Regions from separate parts of the Hordeum vulgare genome. Here region 1 is linked to region 2. A link is a contact called in public Hi-C data. All regions are on one chromosome and are shown on one strand. Each heading gives the region's core, a stretch centred on a gene start, on an enhancer-like site or on the middle of the called end of the contact. The rest is flanking DNA. Distances are from core to core; before and after follow the strand shown. Region 1 holds the start of LOC123398220 (endoribonuclease Dicer homolog 4-like). Region 2 holds the start of LOC123398208 (Golgi SNAP receptor complex member 1-1).

Evidence for each region. A called contact is a pair of places that touch in the nucleus more often than the background predicts.
Region 1: a Hi-C map of leaf shows a contact between it and region 2, with 6 times the contacts expected there. The contact joins the promoter of LOC123398220 here to the promoter of LOC123398208 in region 2. A contact is called at or near these places in 3 of 6 Hi-C or Micro-C datasets (leaf and seedling) and 1 of 1 datasets of contacts at active chromatin or transcription factors (embryo).

Annotation. Positions count from the first base shown.
Region 1 is chr5H:446,987,056-446,993,155 of MorexV3_pseudomolecules_assembly, reverse strand. LOC123398220 (endoribonuclease Dicer homolog 4-like) reads left to right here and starts at 2,243. Exons shown (of 5, transcript XM_045092715.1): 1 at 2,243-2,334; 2 at 3,688-3,796; 3 at 3,967-4,147; 4 at 6,031-6,100. The coding sequence starts at 3,722.
Region 2 is chr5H:446,725,836-446,732,382 of MorexV3_pseudomolecules_assembly, reverse strand. It overlaps LOC123398208 (Golgi SNAP receptor complex member 1-1), which reads right to left and starts at 4,663. Exons shown (of 5, transcript XM_045092707.1): 1 at 4,406-4,663; 2 at 3,118-3,345; 3 at 2,735-2,896. The coding sequence starts at 4,441.

The sequences.
Region 1 (6,100 bases), core at 994-3,493, 260 kb before region 2:
CCCCGCCTTGCTCCTTCACGAGAAATGCCGGATTATAGATGTTATGTTGTCACAAAGTCCTCTTGACGGTCTAAAACAAGCCATGGAGTACACTGACAGCGCCTAGGCCACTCTTTGATTAAAACTTCTTTGCTTGCGACTGATAAAAGCTTCTCCATCCAACCCTTGATTTTCTCCCAAACCCTGTCCCTTAAGCACTTGAATGTGTCTATCTTGGATTGACCCACGTCAGTTGGCATGCCCAAATACCGTTCGCTTACTGACTCATTATGGAAGTTAAGAGTCCCTTTGATACTGTCTCTCAACTCCTGCGGGCATCCCTTGCTAGAGAAAATAGATGGATTCATGAGATTCATTCTTTGCCCTGATGCATTGCAGTATGTTTCCAACAGGTTTGATACCTCCATGGTTCCCTCATTACTAGCTTTGAACAGCGGCAGGCTATCATCCGCAAATAGGAGGTGATTAACCGATCGGGCACTCGGAGCCACCTTGACCCCATTGAGCGCGGATGATTGAGAACTGAATTTGAGGATGCACGAAAAGCCCTCTACTACGATTAAAAATAGATATAAAAATATTGGATCATTCTCTCAAATACCCTGCGAAGTGTTGCAAGACTCGAGTTTCTCGCCATTCTCTCCCGTGGCTAATCAACCGGAATTTCCTATTCGCCGCTCGCTGCGGAAAATAGTCACCGCTTCGCACAGGGGGTGCGAGCGAGCGACTGGGTTTGGGCCGGCCCGTTCAAACTTTCACGATTCCGGTTTTGGGAACCTTCTAGAGGTTTCCACCCGTTTTTTCTGGTTTTGGGAAACTTCTAGAAGGTTCCCCGAACCATTTTTTTTTATTTTTCTGTTTTTTTGTTTCTGTTTTTGTTTCTTTTTTTCTATTTTTGTTTGAAAATTGTTCTGAACTTTTAAAAAATGTTCTGGAATTTGAAAAAATGTTCCGGAATTTGAAAAAATGTTCAAGATTTTGAAAAAATGTTCCGGAAATTGTAAAAATGATTTGGAATTTGAAAAAATGTTCCAGAATTTGGAAAAATGTTCCAGAATTTGTGAAAATGTTCCGGATTTTGAAAAAATGTTCCGAAATCTGAAAAAATGTTCCGGAATTTAAAACTGTTCAAGATTTTGAAACAATGTTCTGGAATTTGAAAAAAAAATCAGAATTTGAAAAAATGTTCCGGAATTTTAAAAAATGTTCAAGATTTGAAAAAAAATGTTCCGAAATTTGTAAAAATGTTCCGGATTTTGAAAAAATGTCCCAAAATTTAAGAAATGTTCCGGAATTTAAAATTGTTCAAGAAAAATGTTCCGGAATTTGTTAAAATGTTCCGGAATTTGAAAAATGCTACGGAATTTGAAAACTGTTCCAGAATTTGAAAAAATGTGAAAAGGAAACAAACAAATTTGGGAACATTTTTTCGAGAAAAGGCTGGAATTTGAAATAATCGCGGCATTACAAAACTGTTCCTAATTTTGAATAAAAAAATTGAAATCCAAGTTTCAACCTCCGCTATATATTGTTATATTATTCTGCGCCTTTTACGACAAGAAGCTGATATTGGTTTGTTGGCTAAATTCTGTTACTCTCGATTCTTTTTTGCCGCCTGGTAGAAAAACAGCAGAAGCACGGTCAGTGGGCCGGCCCAGGCAGAGAGCTGCCTGTGCGAAATCGGGTCATCCTGCCGCAGAATGCGGCGTATAGGAGCTCCCCAATCAGCCACCACGCGTGTGCTTTTGCTCCCTGTGACGGGCCGCTCGGCGTTAACACTAGTATCATGGGCTGTTGTTGTTGGCCCATGTTTCCCAGTTCCATTGGCCCAAGACTCGGAATCTTTCGGCTGCGGGCCCGTGGGGGACAGAGCGCTTTCGCCTTTTTCATTACTCTAAAAAAACAATTAGCCTTTCCATTATTCGATCCTTTTTGCCCCAACCCCCTTGTCTTCTTCCTCGCCGCTCCTCCCCTTAAACCCTCACCCATGGCGGCCCGCCCATGCTCCCGCGGCTACCCGAAACTCCGGCGTCTCCTCTCCTCTGCTGCCGCGGCGAACCTTCCCCTCCTGTGCTCCTAAAGGCGCATGGCCGAGGCCCTCGCCCTGGTAGATTTGGACGAATGCCACCGGCCGGCCACCCCGTCTCCTCTCCCCAGCGAGATCTAGGCTGCATCCCCAAAGGCAACTGAATACACTCCCTCTCCAACCCAAGCTAGCTTCGATCCGGCGCCCTGCGGCCGGCGTCCCCAACAATCGCGGCTTCCAACCCGTCGCCGCCCTCCCGCACGCTTGCGCCCTCCGCGAGCGTCGCGCGGCCCTGCATTTCGTTCCGGGTAAGCGCTCGCCTGAGACTTCGGAACAGACAATCATCCACTTTATGCGTCGTGTTTGCACGATATTTTTCTGATCTTGTAAATGCCACAATTGCTAGTTCAGCACCTGCTCCTGTGCAGCGTTAGTGTTGGCGACTCAAATTTGGAACAAGCTGTCTTCTTTTTTGGGGGAAAAAGTGTAATGCCCTTGACTGACTTGAAATGATGATCTGAAAGACCGATGGGCTTTACACTAGGAAGGGTGTTAAAGATTGTAGATTAGTTGCATGACAGATTGTCATACCTGGGATTTATTCTAGAGCCTGCTTGAAGCAAGTAAAATTGGTGACTTGTAGTGTGATCTAGCTTTTATGGTACTCCATACAAGTATTTCCGGACGGAGGTAATATGTATTTGCAAGCACGTAAGGATGGCGAGGTTGGTGCCCATTATCCAGACTACCTTTTACCTCTTGGTTCAACAAAAGGCTTAAAATGGTTCATTCCATACAGACCATAGACGTTTAACTGTATTTGTGCAGTTATCATTTTGCTATTTAATGTTAGGGCAGTTTTGTGTTTTCTTCAGTACTAATACCAGTTGTCCACAGCACACTCATTCTGATATCAATCCCTCTTCATTTACATGTTTTGTGAGCTTACGATAACACCTTCACATTTAATTTTTTTATTTTCGGTGTTTGTTTCTGTGAAAGATCCTCATAGAAATTTCCCAACATAACAGGCTATCTTCGAAAAAGATTTCACAGGGTTAGCTTAGGTGCCATCCAATGGGTCCTGTCTTTTGTACGCCATGTTCACTTGTAGTATATGCTTTCTTTAGCAATATTTCTGGACCAGCTGTTAGTTAATGTGCATTACCTGATTCTGCAAGTTATATTTATAGCCGTGTATAGCCTTTGCATTTTCCCCGTTGTATAAGGGCTTACTACATACTATTTACCACATGTACGTGTATATATACTGGCCCATGGCCCCATGAGAATACAAGTTGCATATTTCCTAACATGGTACTAGAGTCCTAAGTTTTGTTTCTCTCCTCCCACCGCACGTGCAACTCGTGCTCAATTCCGATCAATCGCGCTCTCCTTCCTCTGTTCCCCACTGCTCCCCGCTGGCGCCTTGATTCCTCTCGCTCATGTAGCCCTCGATAGAAGCTTCAAATCGCGATCTGCCCGATTGGATCGCAATCTTTCAGATTCGCTCTAGTTTATAGTAATTAATGTCCATAATAGAGGAGATTTTTGGGTAAAGTTATTAGTTGATAAATACTCTTGTTCTACTCAGTTTGCAGTACTATGTTCGAGAAACTTTTTTCATAACAGCATATACCAAATTACCAGTACTTTTGTAGCTTTTGTTAGGTGACTCCTTTCCATTCAGTGGTTATGGTGCCGCCTGTGCACCAGGAGCCTAGTATCATGCCAATCAATACAATGGCGGAGAAGGAGTTCGAAGAAAAGGTAAAAGATGACAACATCACTTGCATTCATTTCTTTTCCATCTTCCTTTTGAGTACAGCGGTTATATCTTGGGTTTCTTTCTTCTTTCATCAGTTAGAACAATTTTTTTATGTAATTCACAAAAAAGATCATTTTTTTAGTTTGAATCGTCCTAATAGTTTTACTTGTAGGAAGTGTTATGCACGCACAAAAAGCCCAAAGCTACAGGGTGTGTTGCCCAACCGCAGCAGGAAATCAAACTCGCCATTGAGAGTGAGGATAAAGGACATGATGATCCTTCACTAAAAGAGTCTGCTTGTGTGGTGCTGAGCAATGGTGACGCAAATGGTTGCAGTGAGGGGCATGTTCTTGGTATTTGAAATCTGATCTTTTTCAAGTCTACCATCTCATGATTCTTTTAGCCACTGTTAAATCTGATTGATTTCGGAATAATCAATAAAATCATTTTATATCTCGTAAGTGTGGTTACGTCAGCCAAAATTTAGATATACTGTTTTGAAAAAATAAATAGATATCAATGTACTTGTACAGAAAATTTGAATGACTTATTGCTGCCTATATAATCAGAGATCGGGTGATCTTATAACCTGCTCAACTGTATATGTACTCCCTCCGGTCGCAAAAAAGGGGCGTAATTTTGTGGACGTGTAGATCAAGGAAGGAAAGAACTGACCTTCTTATTTCCCTGAAACTGCCCCTAATTAATCTTGTGTTTAGAAGTAATTGACATCAGTCATTGGACAGATTAGGAACACACAAATTACCACACAAGGTTTGGAATAACTACCACTTGAGATTTAAGGAAAAGGCGATGGGATGGAGATGATTAAGGGGCAATCTTGGTAAGCCACGGAGAAACAGGGACCTGGCACTGTTCTTATGTGGAAAAACGTGATTTTTTCATGGACAGCGGAAGTAATATTTAGCGTATAACATTAGATCAAATGATAGAGGAAGTGAGGTATATCAGAAGAAAGTGACATTGATCTGGCCTGAAAACAAGGTAATGTGGACATAGCACTGAAACTAAATTACATGGATACTAACTTCTCTGGCTTCTGCAGTCTATCCAGGATTACGAAATTCATAATAACTGGTTAGAGGGATTCTTAGTTTACTTTGAAATCCTTCTTTAGATAATTGCTAGTCTAAACCATTGACGCGTAATATAGATAGCATGTGAGCATGTTCTTTATATCCTTCTGGATGGTGCTTTATCTTTTTTCAGCCAATGATGGTGCTTAATCTTACACACAGTATTAACAGTTTCCTGACAAATTACCTGTTGTATGGTGTACTTTCTCGTGATGATGTGTACCTTGGGCAAATGTCATGTTTAAATTCCGAAGACATGAATTTTGGGTAGAAAGGGTCATCACAGTTTAAATATTTCATGCAGTTAAGAAGTTAATGATCTGAATGTTCAGTATTTTGGTTCAAGAATATTGTAACTAAGATTACAGTCTTTCAAATAAAATCTAGGGCACGGAACAAGGGATGTATCACTCTAGGAATAATATGCATAACAACAACTGGTTAGAAAATCACAACAACTGGTTAGAGCGGTTCTTAGTTTACTGTGAAATCCCTCTTTAGAAAATGGCCTGTTTAAACCATTGACGCGTAATATAGATAGCATTTGAGCATGTTTTCTATATCCTTCTGGATGGTGCTTTATCTTTTGGTCAGGAAACGACGGTGCTTAATCTTACATACAGTATTATTGCCTGTTTGGATTAGCGTTTTCATTCCAATTACACCCGTAAAACTTACAGACCGCCGCCCGTCGTTTTGATTTCCGGCTGAAAATAGCTCTTCGTTTGTAAGTTACACTTGTAAGAAAAATACACTGGTATTCAATTACACCAATTCCAAGCGCGGCCTTAACAGTTTCCTTACAAATTACCTGTTGTATGGTGTACTTTCTTGTGATGATGTATACCTTGGGCAAATGTCATGTCAAAATTCCGAAGACATGACATTCGGGTAGAAAGGGTCATTACAGTTTAAATATTTCATACAGTTAAGAAGTTAATGATCTGAATGTTCAGTATTTTGGTTCAAGAATATTGTAACTAAGATTACAGTCTTTCAAATAAAATCTAGGGCACGGAACAAGGGATGTATCACTCTAGGCATTATATGCATATAAGTGTTATTATTGCTTCTTCCATGATCTCATTTTTGTAGTCAAACTGTTGTTTTATAATTACTGATTTTGTTCGAATTCTTAGGCGGTGCAAATAAAGAAGCAGCAGCAAGGTCGAGATTGTCTCAAATCTGTAGTGCAATTGGCTGGAAGTG
Region 2 (6,547 bases), core at 3,414-5,913:
ATCCCATTTGTAGCCTGAGTGGACAAAACAGGCATGCTTTCACTGTCTTTCTACTTTCTAAGCTACATAGGTTTGTTTGGACATGCAACTATTGATGATGACCAGAAATGCAAAGGCGGCTACGGTGGTTTCGTTCTCGAATTCCCAGTATAAGGACTGTCCTCTAGTGTCCGCATTCATAGTTCTAATTACTGGTTTGTCGAGAAGGTGATTAGAGAAAAAGTTAAGCATTGTTGTAGACTGTCTGTAGATAAGAATGGACTTCCTGTGCTGTTGAAATAGTCGGGACATCATTGTCACATGTCCAACCTGTGGCTTACTGGTCAAGGGAATAACCCTTAATTTCTCATGTCCAGACATAAGAAAATGACAGCCGAGAAAGTTACATTTAAGAAGGGATTGTCAGCTTTTAAGCCAGCAGCTTTTATGTGCAAGTTGTGGTCCAATACCTGCATCGGTTATCTCCTCAGAGCATCTCCAATAGCTTTTATCCATGTTATCAACACATGGCCATCAACCAACAAGCTATCATAGAACCATTCCAATAGAAATGTGATAATAAATAAGTTCGCTCTCTTTGTAACTTGGAGCTTGTCCAAAGGTTGTTGGTTCAAGTTCATACAACTTTGGTCTCTCCCGTAATTTATTCTCTGACACAAAATCATCACATTCCTATGCGGCAAAATTTACCAATAACTATCATATAACCATTAAAGATGGCCTCACACAAACAGCATGTGCTCTTTGCTAAAAGCTGCACCTAGGTACTATTCCTCTTCACAGCTTCCAACATAAACATGCAAACATTGTCACTTTCTATGTTCCATTCCACTTATATAGTTATATTTCAGGTTTCGGTGGGAACTAGGCCATAACTTGTGAGTACTGAACCCTCATGCCACTATATGTTTCGACGCAACAATGGCTACCGGAAACCCCATAACAGGGAGCTTTAAAGGCTTGAAATTTTCAAAAAAATTTAATTGCAGTTTTCAGTGATGGGGACACTGATGACTTTCCAATCAAAATAGGACTGCACCAAGGGTCAGCTTTGAGCCCTTATATTTTTGCTTTGGTGATGGATGAGGTCACAAGAGATATACGAGGAGATACCCCATGGTGTATGCTCTTTGAAGATGATGCGGCGCTAGTCGATGATAGGCAAACGGGGGTTAAAAGAAAGTTAGAGCTGTGGGGACAGACTTTGGAATCAAAAGGTTTTAGGCTTAGTAGAACTAAAACTGAGTACATGAGGTGCGGCTTCAGTACTACTCCCTCCGTCCCAAAATTCTTGTCTTAGATTTGTCTAGATACAGATGTATCTAGTCACGTTTTAGTATTTAGATACATCCATTTCTAAGCAAACTTAAGACAAGAATTTTGGGACGGAGGGAGTACTAGGCAGGAGGAGGTTAGCCTTGGTGGGCAGGCGGTACCTCGGAAGGACACCTTTCGAAATCTTGGGTCAATGCTGCAGAAGGGTGGTGATATCCTGAAGATGTGAGCCATTGAATCGAAACTGGATGGATGAAGTGGGGCCAAGCTTCTGGCGTCAGAGTTCTCCGTGACAAGAGAGTGCCACAAAAACTAAAAGGAAGGTTCTATAGGACGGTGATTCAACTGATGTTGTGTGGAACTGAATATTGGCCAACTAAAAGGCGACATGCCCAACAGTTAGGTGTAGCAGAGATGCACGTGTTTGAGATGAATATGTGGCCACACAAGAAAGGATCGGGTCTGGAATGAGGATATACATGATAGAGTTGGAGTAGCACCGATTGAAAAAAAGCTTGCCCAACATCGACTGAGCTGGTTTGGGTATAGAGTGCAGGCCTCCAGAAAGGCCAGTGCATAGTGGACGATTAAAGCGTGCTGATAATGTCGGAGGGAGTACTAGACCAAACTTGACATGGGAGGAGTCCATTAAGAGAGATCCGAAGGACTAGAATACCACCAAAGAACTAGCCATGGACCATGGACAGGGGTGCATGGAAGTTAGCTATCCACGTGCCAAAACCATGAGTTGGTTTCAAGATCTTATGGTTTCAACTCTAGCCTACCCCAACTTTTTTGGGCCAAACAGGCTTTGTTGTTGTTGTTCTTGTTCTTGTTCTTGTTCTTGTTCTTGTTATTGTTTTTGTTGTTGCAGTTTTCAATGAGATAGATTTCTAAACAAGCAATTTCACGACCATATAGGTTGAAATTCAGTAAATTCTGCTAAAACTGAAATAGACGAGCACATGTAATTATTACTATTTGAGTATACACTAATCAAGCCAAATGTAATTTATGGGCCTTTGTGGATTTCCTGAACCTCATTGCCCAAAACATATTAGTAACAAGCAAGAACAGTAAAAGTGGGCAACACATGCCATAGGTAAACAAAACAAAAAAGCGGTATGGTTCACTTATTTTATGTGGCAGGCACCGTTTGGTAAGATAACAAATACTGTGTTTGTTAACAAATACAAAAGAAAGATGAATTTGATTTTGTTTCTTTGCCCTGACAGAATTAAATTATCTCCTAACAAGAAAGGTGAGCGAGGCTCCTTCGATTCGAAATGCTTGAGAATTCATGTTGGTAACGCTATGCAACACCATCCATGCATGTAAGCTGTTATCCTGGGTTCATTTGTATGCCTTATATGATAGTATTATATAATAGAGCTAACAATAAACTGATGCAAATATCATAAAACAATACAGGTGCTCCTAAAAGCCAGGACAACCCTACCTGTCCGGAATTCCTGCTGATTGCAGCTTGTTCTCTAAGAAGAGCTTGTTCTGAGTCTCCAGACTCTTCCACGTCAAACTTTGCTCTGTCAAAGTCTCTCAAGTCAAGGAGGGAAGCATGTTGTTGCTTCACTCTGAGACTTGATCGAAGCCGATAGAATTCCTGTGGAATTATTGAATTAGCAACTTTTTGGAATTATGAGAGAAATCTAGCCGTTCTATATGTGGTGTCCATTCAAAGAGTATTGCTCTGCGGCAAACTTTATAATTCATGGTTATTATGACTGGGGAGAAATTAATAGAAACCTTGATTTAACATCAGATGTAAACACACTGTAATTATGAAGAATGTGGTTACTTGGTGTAAGAGGGAATTATTGGAACCTGTGTAAGGTCTTGCAAAATCTCCATATGACGGGTTAATGTATGAGAAAGAACTTCCGAGCCTCCTGACGATACCCAGGTTTGCATTTGAGAATTTACTTGCTGAAGTTGCTTTAGTGATCTTTCTATATCAGTCTCGATATCATTCTCTGAACCATCTGATTTCATAGAAACCAATTTACGGTATGCAATCATTTGGTCGTCTAACTGAGCTTCCAACCTCCTCGCCTACAAGCAGAAATTGTACAGGAACAACATTAACCATGCACACACGCACATCAAATACCATCTATCAGGCTACTCATAGCTTCATGAAACCATAAAGCCATCTTCAACGCAAGTCACTTATACGGGTGCTGAGGGAAATAAAAATATATCATAAAACTAAAAGAAGAATCCGAGCGTTTATCTGTTTCACAATGCTAGACGCTAACCGATAGGCGCTAATAAAATCAAAGTCCAGGCTGGTGCAACAGTGTTTTACCCCGCACGGCATAAAAGGCCCAAGCGCCCGATTCAATTTCTTGAGTTCATGCCTCATCTGACGCCAGGAATTGATGACCTAACTACCTATCTACCAGGATGTCCATCCTAGCGCCTCTCTGTTAGCACCCATGTAGGCCATGCCCTAACGCAGCAATCGTATTTAGTAGTGACATCGTTACAGAAAATAACTTGGCATGGCGCCTTCTTAGCCTAGCAAAGGATGGGTTCAGCCATAGACTCGTACCATACAGTCCGAACACACTAACCGTAAATACCTGACTCTCATGAACAAGCCGGCAACGCATTGCATTACTAGATAGTACTCCATAAGCACGATTACACAATCTAACCAACAAAAGCTTCAGATGGAGAAGGGGCAGTTCGGTAGGATCAAAACTCTAGTCAGTTGCACACTGGATTAGTGGCACATTGCTCCAAATTTACCATGTTAGTCAAAGAAATGGGCTATACCTGCAGCACAGTTTTTTGAACATAGCCACTATGAAACTAGTCTTGGTGTCACGAAAACTCTACAGTTTCAGAAGACGAAGGAAAACGCATTTCGTTCCACAGGCACGGACTACGGATTCGACGAACGAGGCGCTCCAATTTTACGAGGGTCGCCTCTCACGAATTCAGCGGGCAGCGGGGGGAAATCGTCGGCCCGAATACCACAGCGGCAGCGCACTGCGCGGCGCGGGCGCCGGCCAGGGCCGGATCTCGGGCGAGCGGACAACGGCAAGGGGTACCGGGGAGCGGGAGAGAGCGCGCGACGCGGGGATCCGAGGGGGCGGGTATTCACCTGCTTGCGAAGGGCGTCCCAGGACGACGCCTCCATGGCTCCGAGCTCCTCGGCGGCGCCGTCCTAGTGATCCGCCGGGAGATCTCGAGCGGGGGGCGCGGCTGGATCTCGCGCGCGCGCGGCGAGCGAATCAGTGGGAGAGGGTTGGAAGGGGTGGAAAGGGGTGGGTTGCCCGATGGCGTTGGAGAGGGAGAAGCGTCAGGTCGGGGGCACCGTGGTGGTCAACTGGTCGGGTGAGGCTCGGTGGCACGGTGCAGCCACCAATCCGGGGGGGCCCGAGAAAGCCAATATGGTGGCATAGTGCACAATTCGACACTTCTGGTCTACCAAACCTTTATTTTTAAATTAATATAAAAAATTTAAAAAAATCCATACCAAACTACCTAGGCCCTATTTGATTTGCATAATTCTTAGCACCTACCTTTGATTTATAGAAGGAAGGACAGAGTAAAACCCAAGCCAGTTGCTAACAGCATCTCTAACACATCCTGTATAAGTGGTCAAATACCTAAAAAAAATTATGTTTACAGTTTTGATCCCAAAAAGTATGTAGAATAAAAACCGTAAAAGTAATCTAACCCGTAAAAAGTTTAAGGGGCACGGTAAAGCCACATCCGAAACTCTTATTTTTGAAGGTTGGAATGCCGATTCTAGGGGGCCGTATACCGGTCAAACCTCGTCGTAGCAAACACGACGCCGCGAAATTTGCCGGAATCCGTCCTAAACTTGCCGGAATACATCACTGCGCGTCGGAAAAGGCCGTTGGACGCGACAATCGATCGCCGCCGGTTTGAATTGGACGAGCTCGACCTCGCCATGGCCTCCCATGACCTCAACCTGGCCGCCGGAATCCTCTTTGCGCGGCAAGCAAAGGGGCACGGCTCGACCGGCGCGGCTGACAACAGAGCAAGTCGCTGACGACGGAGGCGACGGGGCATGGCCGGCGGGCGACAAGGTGTGGTCAGCGAGGCTGGTCGCGCCCGGCGTGGTGATGGGGCGCGGCCGACGGGGACTGGTCGCGGCTGGCAACAGAGCAAGTCGCTGACGGCGGAGGCGATGGGGCATGGCCGGTGGGCGACAAGGCGTGCCGACGAGGCTGGTCGCGGCCGGTGTGGTGATGGGGCGCGGCCGACGGGGACGGGCCGCAGCCGACGTGACTGACACGGACGGCTGGAGGAAGGGGCAACGGCCGTCGTACCAGAGGAAGGAGCTCTTTACGGTAATTTTACAGTTTATGTTTGAAAATATTTAAAATGGACCCTTAAAATGCTTTTTTTTATCCGTATTCTATTTTTACAGTTTGCATTTTTAGAATGTCTGCTAGAGATGCTTTAACAATGGGTAAGGTTGAAGCATCATTACAAACACCTAGCAAAGGAAAAAAAAAAAGGCAAATTTCTCACAAATATAAGTAAATGTCATGCACCCATCAACTTTCAATCATGCATATCGTTAAAAGTAAGATCAATGAGATCTGACACATTACGCTGCTGAGAGGTTGCTCTGCTTCCAAAGATGCGAGTGGATTAGGATGAGGAGACAATCAAAAACACGATGATCTCTGCCTACAAACCTGGCCCTTGCATCTTATACCATCGAAGCATTAATGTGTGTATGCGATTGGGCAGTTGACGTTGATTTGGAGGTCGGAGAAGCACCGACGCCATGTCTCCCTGGCCCTCACACACTTGACAATAATGTGGTCGATATTGTCCTCGTCTTGCACACACACAAAGCAGCTAGTAGCATATCCGTCGTCGAGAGCATATCTTGCATCACGTACCAGATGAAGATTTTGCACTTGAGCGATGCCCAATACTTCCAAATGCAAGCAGTGTCCGGAAATCTAGTTTTTCCTTCACACAGTAACCGGTAAACAAAGCATGCGTTGTACTGCCGTGACGTCGTCCATGGGCAAATAAAAACATCACGCGATGTGGGAGATAATTGAGGGGGTGTTTGTTTTCACGAATTTTTTGATGTAGGGACTAAAAAAAGTCCCATATGAAACAAACAGGAGGGACTTTTAGGGACTAAAGTGGGGTGTTTGAGACTATTTGGAGAAGTACCTGTGGGAGGGATTTTTTGGGACTTTTTCCTACCCTGCCCCGCATCGCATCGCGTCTCTGGTCTTATCCGCTT